Regions from separate parts of the Gossypium arboreum genome. Here regions 1 and 3 are each linked to region 2. Evidence: chromatin contacts called from public Hi-C data. All regions are on one chromosome and are shown on one strand. The core of a region is the stretch at or near the end of the contact, and the rest is flanking DNA. Distances in the headings are between cores, read along the strand shown. Region 1 holds the start of LOC108472587 (membrane-associated kinase regulator 5-like). Region 2 holds the start of LOC108487004. Region 3 holds the start of LOC108470652.

Region 1 (4,213 bases), core at 110-2,609, 680 kb before region 2:
TGAAGAATCACTTGTACATCTCGATAACCTAGAAGATTCTGCTGCCAACACAAGGAAAACAAGCTAAGGATCGAATTATGCCTAAAGTTTATGATTAATTTAAACACAAATTAATTAGCTAATAATTAGCACCTCTTGACGAGTTCAAAGATTTCTTGCAATGCAAAATGGCGCTTTGGATCCCATCATGCTGCAATAGCAGAGAATCGTCTCTCCTACTAATGGACGATGACGCAGACGAGGTTGATCTACTCTTTCCCAATAGCTTGCAAACCCCTCTAAGATTCCCTTGTTTCTCCTTCATGGAGAATTCCGTTGCCGGAGATGACATCGGTAACACACCTGAGACTCTTATCTTGTCACTTAGACTGTTCCTTTTGGACAATGGCTTGATTTTATTCAAGTATTTTTGCATCAGATCTTTCAACAATCTCTTTGAAAAATCGTCCTCTGTTTTCCCTTTGATTTTCCGGGAGCTACTTTCCCTGGTGAAGATCGGGAAGTTTGAAGACTTATCCGTTTTGATATTAGCTTTGAGATGCTTGTTGCTACCTTGTTTTTCATGCTTTGGGGTCTTCATAGAAATACCAATCAATTCAGCTTTGTCTTCTAATGTGCTACTGCTATTTGCCATTGACTTCGACTTCCTCAAGGTAAAGACTCGAAATTTTGGAGCTGATTTTAACAAAGCTATGGGGTATTGAGGCTTGGAGCTTGTCTCAATTGGGATGATTTTTCTTTTGGAGAAGTTATCATTGGGAGAAAAAGAACGAGGTTGTTCTTCCTTGGAGTCAAATCTCTTGTCGCCATTAACACCGTTTTCTTCACGGCAGTTGCCATCAACATTTCCCTTGTGGCAAAACTCAGGCACAGGAAGCTCCAAATCGAAGAAAGAGTCGTCCCCTTCATCCAACTCGTGATCTGAAGCAATCAAAGCCTTTGGAACCTCGGTGGTGCTGCTGTTACCACCACATGGTTGAGCTCGATTCTCTTTGTGACCACCATTGCTAGGTCTCCAAAACCTGATGAAATTAAGAGCTTCCATGGTAACGGACAAGCAAAGACAGAGAGAGAGAAACAAAAGAAAGAACTTTTAGAGGGGGAGGGGGTTAATCTTTTAGCTTGCTGTTAACAGAAGTTGAAAATAGTGTTTCAAGGGTGAGCAGTGAGTGAAGTAAGCTTTATAAGTTCAAGTTTGCTTGTTTTAACTTGCGTGGTATTCATGGAATAGCAGTGGTGGTTCAGAGCAAGTGACGGAGCTTGCGAGAGTGTGAAAGAGCGACAACACTTCGCAAAAAAATGCAATGTAATGACTGAAAAAGTTTATAGTTTTAGTAGTCTTGCGATTTTCAAACTTTGAGCCATTGGGCTGAGCAGCCTTTTTTTACAGCCCTTAACACTTGTCAGTTCATTTTTTTCAACCCCACGCGCATTCTCCATCATCATCATTATGATATTTTAATATTTTCTTTTTCAACCGTTTGTCTTGTGTTTTTTAACCTCACATTGGTTTAGGTAATCTTATATTATATTTTAGCTAAACTCAGATTTTACAATTACATTCTTCTATTTGAATTTTATATATTATTTTGAGTAACATTTAATGTGGGATCGAAATTCAATAGAATTTTTTAATAAAAACTTAATACAAATTAACTGCATGGAGAATTTTTAATAAAGTTAACATTTGCTTTCACAATAAAAGAGATTGTTAACACTTTCCTTGGGATCTCTTCAAATACCATTATATTTTGACCTGTATTAAAAGCTAATTTAGCCATACAATCAATAATTTCATCTAACTCCCTGGGAATGTGTTGCATGACCCGATCCCTAATATTTGCTAAAAGTTGATGATTTCTTCTAATGAGGATAGAGTTTGAATCAATGAAGGAGGAATCCTGAATAGTCTTAACCAACGCCAAACTATATGCTTGAATCATGATGCCCTCAAATTGTTTATCTTGGATAAGGGACATCCCATCGAAGATGCCCCACAATTCAACATCAAAGATCGAATATTCATCCAAAAATATATTATATCCCATAATCCAATCCCCATTTCCATACCTTAATACTCCCTCTGTTGCAACAATTCTGGACACAAATTGTAACGCACCATTAGTGCATAATTTATTCCAAATCTCCGCCATATGAATGAATGACCCGACCCTGACATCTGCTGTCTAAACAGATCCTTCCTATGAAAAAAAGCAAATTGTTTTGCCCAAGTTTGTGAATTCTTAACAATGTCACTTGCTTTCTAAGGAACCCCTTGGAAGATGAAAAGATTCCAATTTTTCCATATTCTCTAGGCTATTAAAACCAAATAATCTCGACCAAAAAACCTCGCCCATAACTAGTTTAGAAGGACTAAGTATATTAAACTTAACCCAATCATGAAGATTACTTGCAAAGAAACGCCTGCGTAGCTCATTCAGCAAAACCTGTATCCAAGTTTTGTCACACCTCAAATTTGGCGAATCTAATTAGAAGGCATGTAGGTGTAAAGACATTTGTCTAGCGTAATGTAGTTCGCTCATTTGCAGTCTTGTAACGAGTAAGAATTGGCATAAAGTATCCGTCGTAGAAGTAATTAAAGATTTTACTTTAGAATATTCCATTATTAAGAAAATATTATAGCAAGTGAAGAGTAAGCCTTGTGAAAGTTACTGCTAAATGTAGAGCATGCCTAGTTGTATGAGTAATGTGCTCGTTGGGCTTGTAATATGATTTGGTTAGAAACCAATTGGATTGACTGCCTGTAACACCCCTAACCCATATTCGTCGCCGGACTAGGGTCGCAAGGCATTACTGAACATAAACACAGTTTTGAGCATTCCCATTTTATCACAAGTCATATTCCTATATACAAGTAAAGCATATAACAAATTAAATATAAACATATTACATTTAGAAATCACAGGTTGTTCACTTTAATCGAATGCTATAATAGAAATTAAAGATTTTATTTCTTAATTCTATACAGATGCAGGTTTAACCACTTAAGGCATATTACAGGGCATTATGCCTCTTAGCATATATAGCATAACCAATTCAAAAATAATCAATAATATCATACTAAACATTTAAATAATAACAAGTTCATCATTTAATTTAAGTTAAAATTTATCAAATGCATAACCGCATACAAATATTGTATATATATAAGTTATTTATTAAATAACTATTTTACTATCAATACATACTCAACATGTACTCCATATAATTTAATCTATTAAACCTATTTTACAAATTATATATGCATGGCATATGCGTATACACCCCCAAGACAAACCGAAGCATAATAACAAATATTACTCAACTTTATTCATATGTCAATCACAGTGTAAGTGCATTTATGTAACGCCCCAATGTTCGGGAATTCTGTGAGCGTTGGCAAATTTTAAATTTTGGTGTTCTGTCTGCTTGGCATAGATTTAATCAGGTTAGTGGGTCTCTAGAAGGCCCAAGTTTAAGTTAAATCTGGTAATTTTAGTTAATTTTAATTCTATAGAAAAAGGGGTTCTGGTTAGCTGGGCTTTAAGGTATTAGTTGGGTAAAATAAAACACAAGGAAGCCCGTGGTAAGTTGGCTTGTGGCGTCACTTGGGGGCTTGAGAGGTGGCGTGTGGATGACCAAGGAGAGCTAAGGTTCGAGTCGTAAGGTAAGCAAATTAGTGATATTAATTTTTATGTGCAGAAAAGGTAAGTAATGGAACCTAAGTGAAAGACTGTCAGGAGGAGTTTAAATTGCTCAAGGGATTGAGTAAGGAGGGGATAAGGTAGAGGATTTAGGAGCTAATTGGGGAGAGTAGTGATGGCCGAATAGTGGACTCTTGAGGAGCAAGAGTTGGCCAGCCAAGGGTTTCTTTTGGGGGGCAAAATTCAGCTAGGTTAAGTGCCAGTATAAATTCGGCATTAGGGGGGAAAGTTGTGCCGTTTGCTGACCATTCTCCTCTTCTTTCTTTTTTCCTCTCCTCTTCAACTTTTTCTTTTTCTTCTTTTCCTCCATAGCCGAATCTCTCTAACCACCTGTGCATCTCCATCTTTTGCTTCAAATGTTCCTAAAAACCTTCATAGCCATTGCCATAAAAAGCCAAAATCTCGAAGCCCATACTTTCTTCTGTGCCAATTTCTTCTAGCTAATTTTATTATCTTTTCCATCATTCTTGATCGATTCTCTAGTTCTCTAAACCTCAAGGTTCTGTCAA
Region 2 (4,452 bases), core at 1,445-3,944:
TCAGAACCATGAGACTGATTGGTAGACATGTGCTTCTGAATTTCAGAATGTTCTTCAGTGAGGGCAGGCCTTAGAAGGCCTTGGATAGCTAAACCGTCCGAAGGTTGTTCCATCCAGTCTACAGGATCATCTGAAGCTGCCTACAAAACATAAGTAAGAGAAAATCATTGTGAAAATGCCGTTGAAACAAACCATGCATAAAGATATCATCTTTGTAAATATGGACTCAACAAGGGGGTAAGGTGCTTAAACTCAAACTTAATACATATTAGTACATGCTATATAGCTATGAACTTGAATTTTACTTCATGTTCTCTTCTTAGCACTGCTTCCTCGCTAGTTTTATTTCAGTATCTGACATAGACTGTCATTACCTCAGTCAACTTTTTGGCAAAGTACATAGGATGGGATGAACGCATAGTATCCAATTTTGCCCAGTCCCCAAGAGTCCCATCAGAGTCATCTTGATCAGCTTCATCTTCAAGAGCAGCAACCCACTCCTACAAACAATAAATTAATATATTATATATATATATATAGCAAACAGGTTAATGAAAGTATCTCATATAAAACGCTAGGTTCATGCATCATATTCGAAAGGAAGCGGGAGAAAAAGGAAAAAGGTCAAACCTCATCATAATCATCATCATCATCATCATCATCATCATCATCATCATCATCCTCATCTTCATCTTCAATATCAATATCTTCATTGTCAATTTCCTCAATTCCAAAATCAACTTCTGATGGACCCGATAATTCGATTTCCTTCATGATTTCCGTAGTGTCAAATCCTATAATGACTTGCTGCATTATACAAACTAAATAAGCTTTAAGGAACACAGTAGCAAATAAGAGGACTCTTTGTAGACCTTTTCTCATATTCGATAGCAACTCAACTCAAATGAAGCCCATTTGCAGGATAGAATGATGCAGTCATTAAAATGTCAAATCAATAAATGCAAAGTGCAAAACATATTTCAAGAAATCTCACTTATGAAAGGGTTACATGGACAAACACGTCAAACTAGAAAGGTGAAAACTACATGCAAGATCTAAGCACCATCTTGAGACATGCATGCAGGTAACAGGTTAGCAAAATTTTCAGAAAGAAATGCGCTGCATACCACAAAGTTATTTTCTACAGTAAGACTTTGCAAAATATCTTCATCGCTTTTCACTTGCAAGTATACATCTGCAAGGCATCAGAGGAAAATTTCAATTTGCTTACTGAGGCAGCTAGGCTTAAATACTTCAGACCGGAACAGTCAACTTACTTCCATGCTCATCGGTTGCATAAGGCAAGTCTGGCCACATAATATTTTCATGAACTTCATCATTGATCATCCCTGTAAACATAACCGTTGCTTTACTATTCACCTGAAAATGGCATGCTACAGCCTACGTTAGCCAAACAAACAGATTGAGAAGCAGGAATTGAAGCATAAGAGTACATCTTCCAAGTGTTAACCAAACCAAATTGCAGAAAAGACATCTAAATTACTTTTCTTCAACAATAACAGAAAAGAATACCATGTTCAAACATATTCATTACATTAAAGCCATTCCTATGGATGTTGATTCAGTAATGAACAATAAATGCGATACCTCAATGATCGTCCTAGAGGTTTCTGCAGCTGTGAGTGTAGCATCATTGCTCTTTTTAGATGTAGCTTCACCAATATCCTCAAACGGATGGTAATGCGACCTTCCATTATGCTTTGCAGGATCGGATGCTGAGCCTAAATGCTCGGTAGTTGCCCGAATGTTATTCTTTACGAGGGTCCTTCTCGAAAGGGAAGCTCTATTTACTCTTCGAAATCCTTTCCTGCAAACAACTCTAGCCTTAACAATCATAACTACTACTCTTTATCTGCAGAACATATTACAAAAAGAAAAAAAAAAATCCCCCCAAAAAAAAGTTCCCCCTTTTAGGATTAGACTTGAACCAATTTATGATATTTTATTGATAATTCACCATTCCATATTTCTTTTCTTTTGGAGTCTAAAAATAAGCTAGTAAGATAAAATTTAAATTCAGAAGAGAAAAAGAAAAACCCCGAAAGATAACAACTAGCAAAAGGAAAATATGAATTGAACATAATACCAAGTTATGCCAAAGCTGCCATGCCGAAACAGCCGGCGGCAGGAGACGTGGCAACTAGTAACCTCACCGGAGCTGCACATAGGACGATAATCTACTCAAACAGTACATGCACAATATATACCAAAAAAAGGAAGTTAAGTCTCAATTTGGCAGCCGTGAAAATGCAAGAAAATTTTAAAATAAAAAACTAAACATATAGCCGATCGTTGCAGCACAGTGAAGTTGAACTGCATCTGTAATTCAGCTTTTTTTAGAAGTTGTTTATGATATTCGAAAATGTAAAAGAGAGAAGGAGAAGGATAGGGAGGAGCTACTGTGCAAGGCGGAGGAGGAGCAGAAATTGGTTGCGGCGGGAAATCGGACGGCCATAGCTGATTCAATCATCAACATCATTTAAAAAAAATTAAGGAAAAAAAAAAGACAGAAAATTAATTAGGCTGGTTTGGTGATGCATAAAGCGTCCATTCTCTTCGAAGAGCTAACCTGAGAAGATGAGGTATATGGGTAGAGTTCGTCTGCGGCGAATGAGATATTGTATTGCCTGCAACCGTACACGTTGTCGAATATAACTGGATGTAAATTCTAAATAATGTTATGCGGGAGGGGAAAAAAAAAGGTTAAAATATGCTATTAGTCCTTATATTTTGACATAATTATGATTGTTGTTGGTAATTTTATCAAAATTTATTAATTTAATATATTTAATTTTTTGTCAGTCATATACAACTTCATATGAGGATATTTACTCAAAATACTAAGTTAACAATTTTTTGGGAAAACTAAAGATAACTTAATAATAAGACTAGATTTTTAAATTAATTTTTTATAAAAATTAAATTTTTATTTTTAAATATAACAACTAAATTTTAAATTTTATTAGAGTAAAAATATTAACAATATATTTTGACAAAAAATAAATAAGCCTATTTATTTATTTAAGTTAAAATGTGTGTATGTCTAAACCTACTCATGGGCCGAGTCACCCAGTCCCAAAGCCCTGCTCGAAAAGTGGGAGGGTTTGGATAAAAAGATAAACTCGAAAATTGGACTTGGGAAAAAAAGAGACCCGTTTAGAAAATTGGTAGAGCCTCGAGTAAAGCTTTTTTGGCCCAAGCTTGACTCGACTATGCAAAAAAAAAATTGTTGTTTTTTACTGTTTCGTTTCTATTTTCTTGTTTTTTCACTTGTTTGTTATTATTTTACTATTATGTTGCTATTTTCTTGTTATTTTTGAATATTGTATAACTCAAGATTTACTTATTAAGTTGCACCTATCTTGATATTAGTTAAGTATAAATATTTTTTAATTTTTTTCAATTTGTTCGAAACATTTATTTTAATATTTTAATATTTTGATGTGTTATATATTTTTAAAAATTATATAAAATAATAATATAAAAAAATTAATACAGCCAAGTCAAACTCAAGTTTTAGCATTTTTATCCAAATCAAGCTTGGACAAAATTTTAGGCCCATTTTTGGGGTGAAGCCTAACCCGAGCTAAAGTTCCGGTTGGACCTAGCTTGAATCCAGCCTGGCCCATAAACACCTCTACCTATGCCCATGTATTTTTTAAAAATTAAGAATTTAGTCATTTTACTTTTCAGATTTCAATATTCAGGCGTAATTGTTTACACTTTTTTTTTGTTAAATTCATGTTAATTATAATATATTTTTTAAATTTAGGTTATTATAAAAAAAAATTTAACAGTATTAGTTAGGGGTGAGCAAAACTCGATTCGATTAAAAAAACAAAAAAAAATCAAATTTCGAGTTAAACAAATCGAGTTATTCGAATCAATTTGATTTTCTTTTTCGAATTTCGAATTCGAATCGAGTTAAGTTTTTGAATTCGAATAACTAGAATAATTCGAATAAACGAAATATCAAACTATAATATTTTACATTTTTACCCTAAACTCCCAAAACTTTTACTCCTTCCCATTTTCCCACCAAAACTTTTACTCCCCTCCCATCCCAACCCCCCATCTTCCCAAAATCCATTTCCCACTAAAATTTTACTCTTTCATTTACTTTTTCTCAAAATTTTACTCCCAAAAACCCTCAAAACTTTTTATTTTCCCCTAAAATTTTTACTCTCTCCCATTTACCCTCTAAAACTTTTACTCCCTTCTCATACCACCCCCGTTTACCCCAAACCCATCCCCCCTCCCCAATTTTTTTTAATGTTTTTTCTCCAAAATTTTACTACCCTATTTACTTTCCTCAAACTTTTATTTTCCAAAACTTTTATTTTCCTCCTAAACTTTTACTTCTCACCCTTTACTCTTAAATAAAAATCAAAATTATCTAAAAAGAAAATTCCTAAATATAAATAGTAATAA
Region 3 (4,238 bases), core at 358-2,857, 920 kb before region 2:
CAGAAAAGTTTACCTGGAATGAAACATTTGAGCAACCACTATTATAGAGAAGGTTTTTTAGAGCACTCTTTGTGTCAGCACGCCTTTGATGTACTCTATATCTTATGTGATTCTGCATTAATATTTGAAATGTCAGAAAATTTCCATTTTTTATGAACACATAAAGTAAGAAATAAAATGCCAGAAGAAGACAAAAGGTTCATAACAAAGCTACTTGGGAAGGATGAAATTAACAAATAGCAACATCTTAATCCGTTACTAGAAGACACCCATCACCTGGTCAATGTGAACATTAAAATTAATCATGGGGAATCCTTTTGTGAGATGCATTAGAATTTTATTTGCACTAAAAGATTGCTAGGAGTGTTCCCAGTCCACGATGAATAAGATAGCTGTTTTAGCAATCAAGCATGGTTATCCTCGGCATACAAACTTGAACTGGAATTTGGTCTGCTAAGTTTTCAGAAAATTACCAATCTAAAAACGTGCCAATATGATATACTAGGACCAAGATGATTAAAAGATGCAGGCAGATAATTACATAAATAGAGGCTGCCAAAGCTATATACCTTAATTGGTTGTTGTGTTCTTCTTTCCTCCTGCAAAAATATGGTTAATTGTTAAATTTTCTCATCAAAAGCAATGCATACAGATTTATACGAATTACTAAACCAAAATTTTCATGCATTACAAACATCTGAAGCTCAATTCTATGCAACTGGTGGTGGCCAGAGGAGGAAACAAGTAGGCGTACTTATTCACATAGAAGATGAAGTACTTTGATCAGAACCAGGAAGAGACAATATGGGAAGCTAAACATAATGAATATAGAATAAATCTCAACGGTAGCATCTATAACAATCAGCAAGCAGAAACTTTTAGCATGAAACATTGAAGCTCAAATTTCTCAATTAAATTTTGAAGTTAAAGATTAATTTACATAGCACTCAGAGAACAAGACTATTTCTTTCATCTAAGAAATGCCACAAATTAGAGCTATTCAAGGATTTGAACTTTCAGAAACCCTATCTACAGCCATTCAAATAAAAATAGAAATCCAAGCTCTCCCCGAACTCACAAAATCCCATTTGCTCTTCCATTTTTCACAGGTAACAGGCGTAGAATGAAACGAAGCAACGTGGGTTGTTGCAACAGTAGCCGTTGCTTTTGAAGATAAGAAAGGTGGAACCAATGAATTCTTCAGTAGAAACACGTTTCGCCATCTAGGTATCTGCATAACCGATAAAATCAAGACAAAAAGACACTCTCTTCAAAATTAGCAGCACCAATAGAGGAAGCTTTGGGTTTTCCTTTTGGTGGTAAAAAGAATTGGTTCTAAGTAACAAAAGGGTTAAATCTTTTCCGGGTGGAGGATGATAACAGAAGTTTATGTTTCTCAGTTGATTTGGATGTCTGAAAGTTTAGCTGATGATGAAACCGAAGCAGAAAGTCGAATCGAAACATGTTCAAATTAAGGGTTTCGGGGTTGGATACTAGGATGGGATGGATCCTTTCATTGTTCTCAGGCAATTGCAGAGACCTGAATCAGTAAACTCCAAAGGGACCTAAACCTAGGCCCAGATAAATAGGTGTTGGTTAAAGATTAACTTAGAGCCCAAAACTATAATATCTTCGTCCATCAACTATATCATATAGAGGTATTCATGAGCCCATTCGGGTTGGCCCAATAAAAATTTTAGGTTCATTTACTAGGCTCGACCTGGCTCGAAAAATGTGTCTAAAATTTTATTTAACTTTAGTCTAAAAAAATGCTAAAACCCTGATTCGACTCGACCGTATTAATTTTTTATATAATTTTTAAAATATATATAATACATCAAAATATTAAAAATATTAAAATAAATATTTCCCAACAAATTAAAATATATATATGTATACTTAAATAACATTGAGATATACAAAATTAACAATAAAAAAAAAAGCAAATGCCTCTAAAATAGTAACAAAATTAACAGTAAAACAAGAGTTACACAATATCCAAATAATAACTATAAAATAGTAGGTAACAAATTATGAAATGGCATCAAAATAGTGAAAAAAGAAGAAGAAGAAGAAGAAGAAGAAAACAAGAAAAAACAGCAAAAAAAAGTTTTAAAAAAAATAGCAATTTTTTTTTGCATATTCGAGTCGGGTCGGGCTGGGCTCGGGCCAAAAAAGCCTTACTCGAAGCTTAGCCTGTTTTCTAAACAGGCCTTATTTTTTGTCTAAGCCCATTTTTCTGACCTATATTTTTACCCAAACCATCCCACTTTTCAAGCAAGCCGTCGGATCGAGCTAGATAGCCCGACTCATGGACAAGTCTAATATCATATAGAAGATTATAATTTGATCACTCACTTATTAAGATTTTTTTTCAACCAATAATTAAATAGTTAACACAAAGGTAATGTGAACTTTTAAATTTTATATATTATATTAATTTATTTTAATTTTTAATTTTTAATTTTCAATATTTAGGTATTGTGCCATTGTTGTGTTAATACTAAAAAAAATAAAATATTATAGTAAATTTAAAAATACATAAAATTCCTTAGTAGTATTGTCAATTGAATTTTAGTTTTATTTGTATTAGTATTGTTGCACGTATAGGAGGACATGAGTTCGAGTGTATTGAAACATATTATCCTCTTATTTAAAGGTTTAGATAAATCATAATAATAATGGGCAAGTTTTGGAGAAACGATTTGTAACTTTCTTAAATACTGATAATCTCTATGGTGGGTTAGTCATGTTCTTTTATGAAAAATTATGTGTTTATTATTTACTTTCTCGAATTTTTGAAAACTTTTTTTATGAAATGGGATTGTTTTATTAGTGACATCCATTATATGCATGTGTTCATTAAAAGATTTTTTTTATGAAGATGCTTAAAGATTTTAAATTTGATTAAAACTATATAAGGAGGTTTTGAACTTAATATATATTTGTGTTATAAATAATTTTATTTTTAAGTGAATGTTCATCAATATTAAGATAAATTTGATATATTTTAGGACTTTAATGTTCATTAGAAGTACAGTTTTATTTTATTTATACTTCTTATGTCTATAAATATAAATTTTGAAAAATATTGTAAACATCCCAATTGATCAATAAAAATACGTATTTCTCTTTTGCTTTTTATTTCTTATTTTTTTTACTCCTTTTATCTGTATAACACATTACTAACATAATTCTTTTTTAAATTTTTTCTTCTTAAATTATCTCTCATAACCTAAACAAAATTTGTAACGCACCAAACCCGGCATGATAATTGAAACCAAGTATGATGTCTCACAATTTAAAATCAGAGTAATTCTTAAACAAATCATTCAGTGGAAGCTTGTAAAACTTTTCAAATTTAAGAGTAGAAAACATGTAATGGCTATTACTTTATAAAGGTTTCAATGTACATCACTGGCGTTTTAAAATAGGGGTTAATTCATTTGGCAGATAAGTTCAAATAAATAGGTTCGTGAACAAATTATAATAATTCAAATACAAGCATTGAAAGTTAAGAAGATTCTCGTAAAAAGAATGTCTTAACAAAATAATAGATCGTTATACAGATTGGTTTCAAAAATACATTTAGACGCCACTCCCAAAGGTCATGCATGATACAAGAAAAAAAAGACAGCTCACAATAGTAGTAGTGCTCTAGCGTAGTCCCTTCAATAGAAAGGTTTCCTTCAAACAGCACACCTGAGAATGAAAAGATAACAGAGTAAGTTCATACAATGTTAGTGAGTTCCAAAGGTAAATAGAAACCATACACACTATTTCTTACGATAATATCAAACCTTTCAGAAGGAGTTTCACATATTAATCATAATACGCCCAATGACGTTCACAGAACATAGACAAATTTAATACACCAATTTACATAACACATGGGCGGACATTATAGACCAACTTAACATTACATAGAGACTTAACATTATATAGAGAACTCATCTTCATTGTGACAGTCCTAATTCGACCCTAGTCGGAATGTGGTTTCGGGGCCACAAGACCGAGTCCCAAAATTTATTTAAAATTTGGTTGCATATCCTCTATGTGTATTAGTGCATGTGTGAAAATTTGATGTTTTAATTTAGACTTATGAATGTGAATTTCATGTGATTGACTTAGTTGAGAACTTAAGAAAATATGATAGGGGAATATGTAAGGATCAAATAATAACAAAGTGAGGAAACTTGGGTTTGCATGTCAAATTGCCCAAAAACCCAAGTAGTGGC

Evidence for each region. Hi-C and Micro-C count contacts between places; a contact is called where the count stands out from the background.
Region 1: a contact with region 2 is called in a Hi-C map of leaf, with 4 times the contacts expected there. The contact joins the promoter of LOC108472587 here to the promoter of LOC108487004 in region 2. A contact is called at or near these places in 2 of 5 Hi-C or Micro-C datasets (both in leaf).
Region 3: a Hi-C map of leaf shows a contact between it and region 2, with 2.9 times the contacts expected there. The contact joins the promoter of LOC108470652 here to the promoter of LOC108487004 in region 2. A contact is called at or near these places in 2 of 5 Hi-C or Micro-C datasets (both in leaf).

The regions. Positions count from the first base shown.
Region 1 is chr11:81,136,631-81,140,843 of ASM2569848v2, forward strand. It overlaps LOC108472587 (membrane-associated kinase regulator 5-like), which reads right to left and starts at 1,360. Exons shown (of 3, transcript XM_017774132.2): 1 at 133-1,360; 2 at 1-38. The coding sequence starts at 1,045.
Region 2 is chr11:81,818,017-81,822,468 of ASM2569848v2, forward strand. LOC108487004 reads right to left here and starts at 2,695. Exons shown (of 12, transcript XM_017791197.2): 1 at 2,591-2,695; 2 at 2,422-2,478; 3 at 2,108-2,198; 4 at 1,609-1,828; 5 at 1,278-1,380; 6 at 1,128-1,195; 7 at 631-807; 8 at 375-500; 9 at 1-140. The coding sequence starts at 2,476.
Region 3 is chr11:80,899,619-80,903,856 of ASM2569848v2, forward strand. It overlaps LOC108470652, which reads right to left and starts at 1,608. Exons shown (of 7, transcript XM_017772036.2): 1 at 1,079-1,608; 2 at 570-599; 3 at 14-112. The coding sequence starts at 1,237.